Linked DNA regions of Pan troglodytes: region 2 is linked to region 1. A link is a contact called in public Hi-C data. All regions are on one chromosome and are shown on one strand. The core of a region is the stretch at or near the end of the contact, and the rest is flanking DNA. Distances in the headings are between cores, read along the strand shown.

What was found. A called contact is a pair of places that touch in the nucleus more often than the background predicts.
Region 2: a contact with region 1 is called in a Hi-C map of stem cell-derived neural progenitor cells, with 6 times the contacts expected there. The contact joins the promoter of MYC here to the enhancer-like site in region 1. A contact is called at or near these places in 2 of 7 Hi-C or Micro-C datasets (induced pluripotent stem cells and stem cell-derived neural progenitor cells) and 1 of 1 datasets of contacts at active chromatin or transcription factors (stem cell-derived excitatory neurons).

Annotation. Positions count from the first base shown.
Region 1 is chr7:137,120,966-137,127,185 of NHGRI_mPanTro3-v2.0_pri, forward strand. No RefSeq gene overlaps it. Among named protein-coding and RNA genes, the nearest start is that of LRATD2, 270 kb to the left of the region's middle. Within about 2 kb of position 3,481, at least 12 of the 24 cell types and tissues checked have an H3K27ac peak or open chromatin away from gene starts, as enhancers often do. A contact at or near this core is called in stem cell-derived neural progenitor cells, where this site is marked.
Region 2 is chr7:138,014,814-138,021,033 of NHGRI_mPanTro3-v2.0_pri, forward strand. MYC (MYC proto-oncogene, bHLH transcription factor) reads left to right here and starts at 4,025. Exons shown (of 3, transcript NM_001142794.1): 1 at 4,025-4,054; 2 at 5,683-6,220. The coding sequence starts at 4,025. LOC129135886 (a long non-coding RNA gene) reads right to left here and starts at 1,400. Exons shown (of 4, transcript XR_008536968.1): 1 at 1,258-1,400.

The DNA of each region.
Region 1 (6,220 bases), core at 2,231-4,730:
TTGCAGAATATGCTGGCTTCATTTCTCACCGCATAACACCTGGCAGGGTCCGGAGAACAATTTGTTCTCCAGCTTATTACTGTAGAAACTAAACATTCCCATTTTGTTCTCACTGAATCCAGGATGTATGGAAACTTAGGTTTGTAGCTAACGTAAGGTCTTTAGACATCGTTCTATTCACTAGGCAACGGACACACCTTCCAAGGTCTCTATGGAGCTGCCTTTCCTAACTTACGTAGGACTTGCTGTTCTCTCTTATCTACTTTGGCATGCACTACAAAATGCTTTCATCGTTACTCTTTCATGAGTAATGCCTTCATTTGCTAGAAAGCTCACTGGGGGTAAAGAGTGTGGATTCTGTATGTTTCAAAACAGACTTCGGGTTTACGCTTTCAGTCATAATTTGGTCCCAGCAGTATTGCTTACTGGTTCTGTGTACTTGATCAAAGAGCCAGTGCTCTATTCAAGTTCACCAAATATCAAGCAATAGATGAGTATCCATGCTACCTTTAGATACCAATGCTGCCATTAGCACCTAAAAGTAGCATGGCAACTCATGGATGTTCCCATTACATATGTGAAATTATCCACCTTCATTTTTTAGATGCTATGCTAAATGCTTTACATATGTCAATCCATCTATTTCTTTTTTCTTTTTTCTTTTTGAGACGGAGTCTCGCTCTGTCACCAGGCTGGAGTGCAGTGGTGTGATCTCGGGTCACTGCAACCTCCACCTCCCGGGTGCAAGTGATTCCCCTGCTTCAGCCTCCCGAGTAGCTGGGACTACGGGCGTGCACCACCACACCTGGCTAATTTTATTTTTTTCCTTTTTTTTAGTAGAGATGGGGTTTCACCATGTTGGTCAGGATGGTCTCAATCTCCTGACCTCGTGATCCACCTGCTTCAGCCTCCCAAAGTGTTGGGATTACAGGCGTGAGCCACCACGCCTGGCCCTGCCAACCCATCTTATCATCACAATTACTTTATGATGAAGCTACTATTATTATCTTCCTTTCAGTGATGACACAGTGGCAACAAAGAGACTAAAGTGAGCTGGCATTGAACCCGGAGAGTCTACCCTTTTTGCTCTTGGCCACTATGCTAAACCACTGTGGGAAAGCACCATGCAGAGTGACTGGCACACAGAAAGTCTCCAACAAGCCTCTGTGTATCTCTCACAATAATAGTTTACAAGGCATGACTGAATTGATAGACAAAAAACCTGCAGGCTGAAGCATGGTATTTTTTAAAGTGTTGTCTGTGGGCTACACACATCAGAATCTTGGATTTGACTTCAAACCTACTGAATCAGAAACTGCGGGGACTGAGGCACGGGAAGGCTCATGTTTTGACTATCTCCTCTGGCCAATGTTTTAAACTCTAAAGCTTAAAGCCTGTCAATGTGGTTAAAAATTATGAGCTGGACATCAAAACATCTGGGACATGAATAGCTCTGTACAATTTGCAATTTGCTTTTGTGTGTGTATGCAAAATAATGTCAAAAATATGTGCATATTTTAAAAGTCATTTTATTGTAAAATCCCAGAGAAACATCTTAGAGTCAACTTCTAAGTATAGCCATTGCAATTAGTAAAATGGTTTGTGGTGGGAAAGAGGAAGTAAGCAATACTTTATCAATAACCTTTTTTTTTCCTGCTGGATATAAGCTTTATGGAGTCAGTAACCAGTCTCTCTTACTCCCTGTGTCTTCTAGCCCACATATAACTGACATTTAATGATAACTGTATAATTGAGCAAAAGGATTCCCTACAATAGGAAAGAGTTTTCCAAGCAATATCCAACCTAGCCATTGTGCTTTTCCTGCCTAAAGTCAGATAAGTCTATAAAATGCTTCTTATCAGGGCCAAACATTTTTATAATGGCTTCCACAGGCAGAAGGAATTTATCAGAGCAAGTTTACACTAAAAGACCTTTCAGAATGTCTGAATTCATCCAGATTTTTATAGTGCCAAATAATACAAATTAAAGGTAAATATGCACATTTACATAAAGAAATTCCACAAACTTCTGGTAATTAGCTTATTAGCTCTGAGATAGAAAAGTGGCAGATCGGGTGTAAACCTGAAATGTGATGGTGCTGAATTAGGCAAAGAGAAAGAGGAGGGACCATTCAGTCAAATGGAAGAAGGTAGTGTCCTAGTAAATTTGTAAGAAGGGTTGGTAATTAACACCATGATATGGTTTGGCTGTGTCCCCACCCGAATCTCCTCTTGAATTGTAGCTCCCACAATTCTTACGATGTTGTGGGAGGGACCCGGTGGGAGATAATTGAATCACGGGGGCAGTTTTCCCCATGCTGTTCTCGTGGTAGTGAATAAGTCTCACGAGATCTGATATTTTGTAAGGGGAAACCCTTTTCACGTAGTTCTCATTCTCTCCTGCTGCCGCCATGATTGTGAGGCTTCCCCACCCACGTGGAAATGTGAGTCCATTAAACCTCTTTTTTGTTATAAATTACCCCAGTCTTAGATATATCTTTATCAGCAGCGTGAAAGTGGACTAATACACACCACATCTGTATTATAGTTAGTCCTAAAGTTATATGGATTAAAATTTGCTGTAAATATGAGCTTAGACCAGATGTATGCAGGAGCAGCTATTTATGTAACTTTAACCAACAAACTGCCATCTGCAACTCATCTTCTCATGAACCAAACCCATGGAACAGTGGAAAAGAAGGGGAGCTCACCAGCCTAGATAACTCGATTATCCAAGCAACCCTGGTGATCCACAGGATGATGATAATACCCAAGATAGATGTGTCAAGTAAATGTCTTTTGAAGAAGGGTACTTTTTTTGAAGAAAGGTCGATAACTTGTTCAAGAACACAGCTAGTAAGGAAACAATATTTAAAAGAGGGAGTTCCTCACATGGGAGGGTGTCCTTTGGGTCACAGTACAGTTTCTATTAACAAGCAACATGTTGTTACTGAGTGAGGCTCTCTCAATCCCAGCGTCCTGATCTTTGAAGTGAGTGAAGTGGAATGGGTCAACTTCAACGTTCAGTGAGGACGAATTCTATCCTATAGGGCTGGTCTCAGCACCCATTACCAGCAGAGGGCGCCAGAGCCCTTTGAAAGTGTTTTTTTTTTTTTTTTTGCCAGTCAGTCTTGGCATCAAATTTCTCAGCCTGCATGAATCAAATTATTGCTTGGGGGTGAGTGGAGAGGGAAGTGTCACGGAGTTATCTGACTCCCTCTTTCACTTTCTTAAGGAGGGAGAAAAACCTCTTTTCATTAAATTGTAAGAGATATGCCGTCACAGCGTTACTTGTTAATCAAAACAGGTTTCCCAAATCCAAATGCAATTAAAGCCGAGTTTTTCGAGCTTTATCTCCTTCCTCCTGGGTGTGTATCCCCCTGTGGGAACTCCTGCTGGGAACACTGCTTTGGAAACACTAATATGTGTTGCAGGCCCGTGAATATGGCACCAGAGAAGACGGAGGAGGGAAGCTGGCCTGTCAATTAAGCGAAAGGAATCTGAAACAGGAGAACAGACACAGTGGCGTTCTGCAGGGACAGAAACCTCTGCCAGGGAGACTCGCCCCACACGCTAATAGCAGATTCAGTCTCTCCTGTGGTCTCGGTCGAAAGAATCGCTAATCAGGAGCCACCAGCCAAATTCATGGAGAGGTGGTTTTTTTTTTTTTTTTTTTTTTTTTTGGAGGGAGCTATTACAAAGGAGTGCTGACATAGTGTGAAGTGCATGAAGTGCATGTCATAGGGTCTTAGAAAACATCACCAGCTGCATTCGTTAATACTTAGGCCTAACTGGGACATTCCAGAGAGGTAAATTACTCCTTTGCAATTATTCTTGTAGTATTTTTCACCATGATGTTAGATATTTCTGACTCAAATGAGTATTTCTGGGAAGAATTGTTGTTTGTGGAAATAAAAATGTCAGCCTCTTCAATCTTTGCTCATTTGAAAACCTTTCTTATATGAAACTGAATTGAGAGAGGAAGACAGCAAAATTAAGGCATTTGCTCTGCTCAGGACCAACGTAGAGATAAGTTGCCCTTCGCATTACTATCACTTCTCTTCCAAAGGTTGGTTTTCAAGGGTAGTATGGGAGCAGGAAAAAAAAATGTCATCTGCCCCAGTTTCGGGAACACGTAGGGGGCCCAGGGCAGTGGGATCTAATGTGAGACATGAAGGATGAGGCTGACTTAGCCAGGCATAGAGGGGTTTGGGACACATGTTCTGGACTAGAGGAAGCAACACCAGCAGGGCTTACAAGGGAGATTGTGCTCTCAGTATTTGGCCCACTTTTCTGGGAAGGTGATGCCACGGAGAATGAGCACTTGGCTATGAATTAAATCAATTTAGTAACGTTTCCAATGTGAGGTATGAAAGAATTTGGTCAGGTAGAAATAGTGTATTCCAAATGAAGAACTGGACATTGGATCAGGTCTAAAAATAATTTTCTGCTGAGGTGAAATCTAGTGGGGGACAGGAGACTCAGAACTATTTCAAAACCCAAAGGACAATAAATATTCAACCCACATTTCTGTGCAATCTGATATAGAGAGTAGGAAGGAGAGAAAAGGAAGAACACGATCCTCAATTCAGTAGGTTTAACGGGGGCAATTTTCCCACTTACCCGTAATGGCAGCCTATTTTCTACTTAACGTGTTTAACTTGAGATCTCTTGTTTTAGGTGTGAATGACAGTAGGATGCCCTTTGCCAAGCCTGGGGACTTAGGCCATGTTTTCTTGTAGCCTTAAACACTTGAACAGCTCACTAGAAAATAAAAAGTCCAAATTTGAAATTCTTCCATTTCTTTCTATCTAAATTACCTGACTCCAGGGCATTGTGAATGCAGATGAAAGGGCACCATCACTAAAGGGATGTAATATAAGAAAGATCCAAAGAAAAGTCCCAGGAAATGGAGGCGTGTGCATCTCTGTGGTTGCTACTTTTGTGTTTAGAGTCTGAGGAACTGGCGTGGGATGGAGGTAGGGAGGGTAAGGGCCATCTTCTAGGGGTTTCTGGAGGGAAGGGGTTCTGGTAATGTAAATTCCCTGGCTGTAGAGTTGAATATTTGAGCTTTAATGGAATTATGGGTGTCCACAACTCAAATCCTACCTGTGGTAAAAGAAGAAATGAAAGCCCAGAGAGACTGAGAGGACAAAAGATTTTCCAGAACCTCTTTTTATATCTCAACCATCATTGTCACAATGAATCCCAAATGTATCATTCCTTGAGTTCTCCCTACACTCACAGCATGAAGGCCTTGTAGACACAAAGCTGTTTACTACACAGTCTCTTTAAGGGGGCACAGCACAGAAAATTCATGAGAAAAGTATTCATGAGAGAAATAGGCTAGACACCATCCGATAGAAGGGATTTTGTCTTATTCATCCCAAATTCGAAGTTGCCACAGTAATGAACTAGGTACTGTGGAAGGACACAAGGAGGCGATATTCGCGTTGGAGACTTAGAGATGGCAACAGAAATGGCTTCACAGAGGCTGTTCTAGCAGAGCTGCAATGAGACGTGAAAGATGTGTAAGAACATGAGAGAAGGAATGCAGGGAAGGACATTCCGGGAAGAATTCATATGTACATATTGTTTGGAGGACTGCCAAGCAGCTTCACAGATGGGGGAAAGCATAGGAGGAGTTTCAGGAGATACTGGAAGAACCACGGACACAGACTGGGTCAGGAAGGATTTGGAGGGAAGTCTTTGGATGTATCCTGTAGAGCTGTGCTTCTCACATTGTCTGTGGTACAGGACCAGTTGTGGTGGTTGTTCTTACCCCAACCGTGCACCGATTAAGCGTATGGAGTTGGCCCCACAGGTGACTTACCGTGTGAGTTCCACAACACCCTGGGTAGACTCTGTTTAATGACACCAGTCTACTTACCACACATGTGGATAACATGGCGATGTCAAATGTCCATAGATACTTCCAAATGCTCTCTCTACTTTTGTACTTATCTTTCAGGGACAGGGACAAAGTTCACAGGCTGGTGCCCATCCGCAGACCATGCTTGGAGCAGCATGACTGAGGATAAGGAACCACTAGGAATATCTAAGCAGGGAAATAACTTCATCAAATTTTGCCCTAGGAAGGTTACACTGGCAGCAAGATGGAGAAAGGTTTTTGGGCAGAGACTGAGTCAAGGAGACAATTCAAGACACCAGAAGCATCAATGCAGACAAGAGATGCGAGGATCTGACCCGGGGCCCTGAAT
Region 2 (6,220 bases), core at 2,775-5,274, 890 kb after region 1:
AGAAAATCAGTTATGTCCTTTAACCTGGCTGAGGTCTGGCTTTGTTTTCTCTCATGTAAAAATGGAGATGGCACAAAACAACTCCAAGCTGTTACTTGAAAGTAACACCTCAGGTGATGTCACCAGCCTGAGGGAGAGTGAGGTTAAGTTCTGAACCCACAGGCATTATATCTGCCTGGGGTTCACATGCCCTACACTGGACTGGCATAATTTGAGAGTCAGATCCGAAGATGTGGTATATCCGCCATCTTTAGCAACTTTCAAAAACTACCCTATGAGGTCAAGCTGGACCTACTTTTGGTTTTGTGATTGTTGTTTGTTTGTTGTTGAGGGTTTTCTTTGAGGGGCGGGGAGTGCATGCCCCTGTGGAGAGCACTCATTTAGCTTCAATTAGAGTAATGCCAAAAGTGCCAGATTCCTGGGAAATCAGCCTACAACGCTCCTGCGGGAAGGACCCTCCACTGCCAGAAGTCCTTAGGGCATCTAAGGATCAGACACCGTCAGGGATTCTTTGCCCCTTAAAAACCTACTTGACTAGGGACACGTGCCAGGTAAATTTCCTTCACATTTACTTCAACCTTATTGCATACTCATTTTAGTATTAAAACCTTTAATAAAATGCTCCTATTCCTTCACACTTTTTTTCTATGAGATCTCAAATACCCCTTCTTGCTATTAAAAAAAATCACTTATTATTCACCAGCCCAATATTTTAAAAGTAAAAATAATAAGCCAAGGCCAGGAGCGGTGACTCGCACTTGTATTCCCAGCAGTTTCAGAGGCAAAGGCCGAAGGATCGCTTTAACCGAGGAGTTTGAGACCAGCCTGGGCAACATGACCAGACTGCCTCTCTACAAAAAGTTTAAAAAATTAACCGGGTGTGGTGGTGCACTGCACTCCCAGCTACTGGGCTGGGGTATCAGGCTGAGGTAGGAGGTTTGCTTTGAGCCCGGGAGATCGAGGCTGCAGTGAGCTTTGATTGTGCCACTGCACTCCAGCCTGGGTGACAGAAGGAGACCCTGTCTCAAAAATAATAAGAAGAATAATTAATAATAATAGGCCAAACCAAATACCCATCACCTTCTGCTGTGCCTTCCCTTTCCCCAATAAATCCAGTGTCTTGCTTTCAAATTTTGTGGTTAAAAAAGATGATGAGTTTCTAAGACGTGGGGGCTAAACCTTGTTTGGCTGTTTTAGGGTTTGTTGGAATTTTTTTTTTGTCTATGTACTTGTGAATTATTTCACGTTTGCCATTACCGGTTCTCCATAGGGTGATGTTCATTAGCAGTGGTGATAGGTTAATTTTCACCATCTCTTATGCGGTTGAATAGTCACCTCTGAACCACTTTTTCCTCCAGTAACTCCTCTTTCTTCGGACCTTCTGCAGCCAACCTGAAAGAATAACAAGGAGGTGGCTGGAAACTTGTTTTAAGGAACCGCCTGTCCTTCCCCCGCTGGAAACCTTGCACCTCGGACGCTCCTGCTCCTGCCCCCACCTGACCCCCGCCCTCGTTGACATCCAGGCGCGGTGATCTCTGCTGCCAGTAGAGGGCACACTTACTTTACTTTCGCAAAACTGAACGCGGGTGCAACCCAGAGAGGGGGCGGAGGGAAAGACGCTTTGCAGCAAAATCCAGCATAGCGATTGGTTGCTCCCCGCGTTTGCGGCAAAGGCCTGGAGGCAGGAGTAATTTGCAATCCTTAAAGCTGAATTGTGCAGTGCATCGGATTTGGAAGCTACTATATTCACTTAACACTTGAACGCTGAGCTGCAAACTCAACGGGTAATAACCCATCTTGAACAGCGTACATGCTATACACGCACCCCTTTCCCCCGAATTGTTTTCTCTTTTGGAGGTGGTGGAGGGAGAGAAAAGTTTACTTAAAATGCCTTTGGGTGAGGGACCAAGGATGAGAAGAATGTTTTTTGTTTTTCATGCCGTGGAATAACACAAAATAAAAAATCCCGAGGGAATATACATTATATATTAAATATAGGTCATTTCAGGGAGCAAACAAATCATGTGTGGGGCTGGGCAACTAGCTAAGTCGAAGCGTAAATAAAATGTGAATACACGTTTGAGGGTTACATACAGTGCACTTTCACTAGTATTCAGAAAAAATTGTGAGTCAGTGAACTAGGAAATTAATGCCTGGAAGGCAGCCAAATTTTAATTAGCTCAAGACCCCCCCCCCAAAAAAAAGGCACGGAAGTAATACTCCTCTCCTCTTCTTTGATCAGAATCGATGCATTTTTTGTGCATGACCGCATTTCCAATAATAAAAGGGGAAAGAGGACCTGGAAAGGAATTAAACGTCCGGTTTGTCCGGGGAGGAAAGAGTTAACGGTTTTTTTCACAAGGGTCTCTGCTGACTCCCCCGGCTCGGTCCACAAGCTCTCCACTTGCCCCTTTTAGGAAGTCCGGTCCCGCGGTTCGGGTACCCCCTGCCCCTCCCATATTCTCCCGTCTAGCACCTTTGATTTCTCCCAAACCCGGCAGCCCGAGACTGTTGCAAATCGGCGCCACAGGGCGCAAAGGGGATTTGTCTCTTCTGAAACCTGGCTGAGAAATTGGGAACTCCGTGTGAGAGGCGCGGGGGTGGGACGGTGGGGTACAGACTGGCAGAGAGCAGGCAACCTCCCTCTCGCCCTAGTCCAGCTCTGGAACAGGCAGACACATCTCAGGGCTAAACAGACGCCTCCCGCACGGGGCCCCACGGAAGCCTGAGCAGGCGGGGCAGGAGGGGCGGTATCTGCTGCTTTGGCAGCAAATTGGGGGACTCAGTCTGGGTGGAAGGTATCCAATCCAGATAGCTGTGCATACATAATGCATAATACATGACTCCCCCCAACAAATGCAATGGGAGTTTATTCATAACGCGCTCTCCAAGTATACGTGGCAATGCGTTGCTGGGTTATTTTAATCATTCTAGGCATCGTTTTCCTCCTTATGCCTCTATCATTCCTCCCTATCTACACTAACATCCCACGCTCTGAACGCGCGCCCATTAATACCCTTCTTTCCTCCACTCTCCCTGGGACTCTTGATCAAAGCGCGGCCCTTTCCCCAGCCTTAGCGAGGCGCCCTGCAGCCTGGTACGCGCGTGGCGTGGCGGTGGGCGTGCAGTGCGTTCTCGGTGTGGAGGGCAGCTGTTCCGCCTGCGATGATTTACACTCACAGGACAAGGATGCGGTTTGTCAAACAGTACTGCTACGGAGGAGCAGCAGAGAAAGGGAGAGGGTTTGAGAGGGAGCAAAAGAAAATGGTAGGCGCGCGTAGTTAATTCATGCGGCTCTCTTACTCTGTTTACATCCTAGAGCTAGAGTGCTCGGCTGCCCGGCTGAGTCTCCTCCCCACCTTCCCCACCCTCCCCACCCTCCCCATAAGCGCCCCTCCCGGGTTCCCAAAGCAGAGGGCGTGGGGGAAAAGAAAAAAGATCCTCTCTCGCTAATCTCCGCCCACCGGCCCTTTATAATGCGAGGGTCTGGGCGGCTGAGGACCCCCGAGCTGTGCTGCTCGCGGCCGCCACCGCCGGGCCCCGGCCGTCCCTGGCTCCCCTCCTGCCTCGAGAAGGGCAGGGCTTCTCAGAGGCTTGGCGGGAAAAAGAACGGAGGGAGGGATCGCGCTGAGTATAAAAGCCGGTTTTCGGGGCTTTATCTAACTCGCTGTAGTAATTCCAGCGAGAGGCAGAGGGAGCGAGCGGGCGGCCGGCTAGGGTGGAAGAGCCGGGCGAGCAGAGCTGCGCTGCGGGCGTCCTGGGAAGGGAGATCCGGAGCGAATAGGGGGCTTCGCCTCTGGCCCAGCCCTCCCGCTGATCCCCCAGCCAGCGGTCCGCAACCCTTGCCGCATCCACGAAACTTCGCCCATAGCAGCGGGCGGGCACTTTGCACTGGAACTTACAACACCCGAGCAAGGACGCGACTCTCCCGACGCGGGGAGGCTATTCTGCCCATTTGGGGACACTTCCCCGCCGCTGCCAGGACCCGCTTCTCTGAAAGGCTCTCCTTGCAGCTGCTTAGACGCTGGATTTTTTTCGGATAGTGGAAAACCAGGTAAGCACCGAAGTCCACTTGCCTTTTAATTTATTTTTTTATCACTTTAATGCTGAGATGAGTCGAATGCCGAAATAGGGTGTCTTTTCTCCCATTCCTGCGCTATTGACACTTTTCTCAGAGTAGTTATGGTAACTGGGGCTGGGGTAGGGGGTAATCCAGAACTGGATCGGGGTAAAGTGACTTGTCAAGATGGGAGAGGAGAAGGCAGAGGGAAAACGGGAATGGTTTTTAAGACTAGACTTTCGAGATTTCTGCCTTATGAATATATTCACGCTGACTCCCGGCCGGTCGGACATTCCTGCTTTATTGTGTTAATTGCTGTCTGGGTTTTGGGGGGCTGGGGGTTGCTTTGCGGTGGGCAGAAAGCCCCTTGCATCCTGAGCTCCTTGGAGTAGGGACCGCATATCGCCTGTGTGAGCCAGAGAGCTCCGCAGCCGCTGACTTGTCCCCGTCTCCGGGAGGGCATTTAAATTTCGGCTCACCGCATTTCTGACAGCCGGAGACGGACACTGCGGCGCGTCCCGCCCGCCTGTCCCCGCGGCGATTCCAACCCGCCCTGATCCTTTTAAGAAGTTGGCATTTGGCTTTTTAAAAAGCAATAATACAATTTAAAACCTGGGTCTCTAGAGGTGTTAGGATGCGGTGTTGGGTAGGCGCAGGCAGGGGAAAAGGGAGGCGAGGATGTGTCCGATTCTCCTGGAATCGTTGACTTGGAAAAACCAGGGCGAATCTCCGCACCCAGCCCTGACTCCCCTGCCGCGGCCGCCCTCGGGTGTCCTCGCGCCCGAGATGCGGAGGAACTGCGAGGAGCGGGGCTCTGGGCGGTTCCAGAACAGCTGCTACCCTTGGTGGGGTGGCTCCGGGGGAGGTATCGCAGCGGGGTCTCTGGCGCAGTTGCATCGCCGTATTGAGTGCGAAGGGAGGTGCCCCTATTATTATTTGACACCCCCCTTGTATTTATGGAGGGGTGTTAAAGCCCGCGGCTGAGCTCGCCACTCCAGCCGGCGAGAGAAAGAAGAAAAGCCGGCAAAAGAAGGAGTGTTGGGCGGGGGCGGTACTGGGGGTGGGGACGGGGGCGGTGGAGAGGGGAGGTTGGGAGGGGCTGCCGTGCCGGCGGGGGTAGGAGAGCGGCTAGGGCGCGAGTGGGAACAGCCGCAGCGGAGGGGCCCCGGCGCGGGAGCGGGGTTCACGCAGCCGCTAGCGCCCAGGCGCCTCTCGCCTTCTCCTTCAGGTGGCGCAAAACTTTGTGCCTTGGATTTTGGCAAATTGTATTCCTCACCGCCACCTCCCGCGGCTTCTTAAGGGCGCCAAGGCCGATTTCGATTCCTCTGCCGCTGCAGGGCCGACTCCCGGGCTTTGCGCTCCGGGCTCCCGGGGGAGCGGGGGCTCGGCGGGCACCAAGCCGCTGGTTCACTAAGTGCGTCTCCGAGATAGTAGGGGACTGTCCAAAGGGGGTGAAAGGGTGCTCCCTTTATTCCCCCACCAAGACCACCCAGCCGCTTTAGGGGATAGCTCTTCAAGGGGAGAGGTTCGGGACTGTGGCGCGCACTGCGCGCTGCGCCAGGTTTCCGCACCAAGACCCCTTTAACTCAAGACTGCCTTCCGCTTTGTGTGTCCCCCTCCAGCAGCCTCCCGCGACGATGCCCCTCAACGTTAGCTTCACCAACAGGAACTATGACCTCGACTACGACTCGGTGCAGCCGTATTTCTACTGCGACGAGGAGGAGAACTTCTACCAGCAGCAGCAGCAGAGCGAGCTGCAGCCCCCGGCGCCCAGCGAGGATATCTGGAAGAAATTCGAGCTGCTGCCCACCCCGCCCCTGTCCCCTAGCCGCCGCTCCGGGCTCTGCTCGCCCTCCTACGTTGCGGTCACGCCCTTCTCCCTTCGGGGAGACAACGACGGCGGTGGCGGGAGCTTCTCCACGGCCGACCAGCTGGAGATGGTGACCGAGCTGCTGGGAGGAGACATGGTGAACCAGAGTTTCATCTGCGACCCGGACGACGAGACCTTCATCAAAAACATCATCATCCAGGACTGTATGTGGAGCGGCTTCTCGGCCGCCGCCAAGCTCGTCTCAGAGAAGCTGGCCTCCTACCAGGCTGCGCGCAAAGACAGCGGCAGCCCGAACCCCGCCCGCGGCCACAGCGTCTGCTCCACCTCCA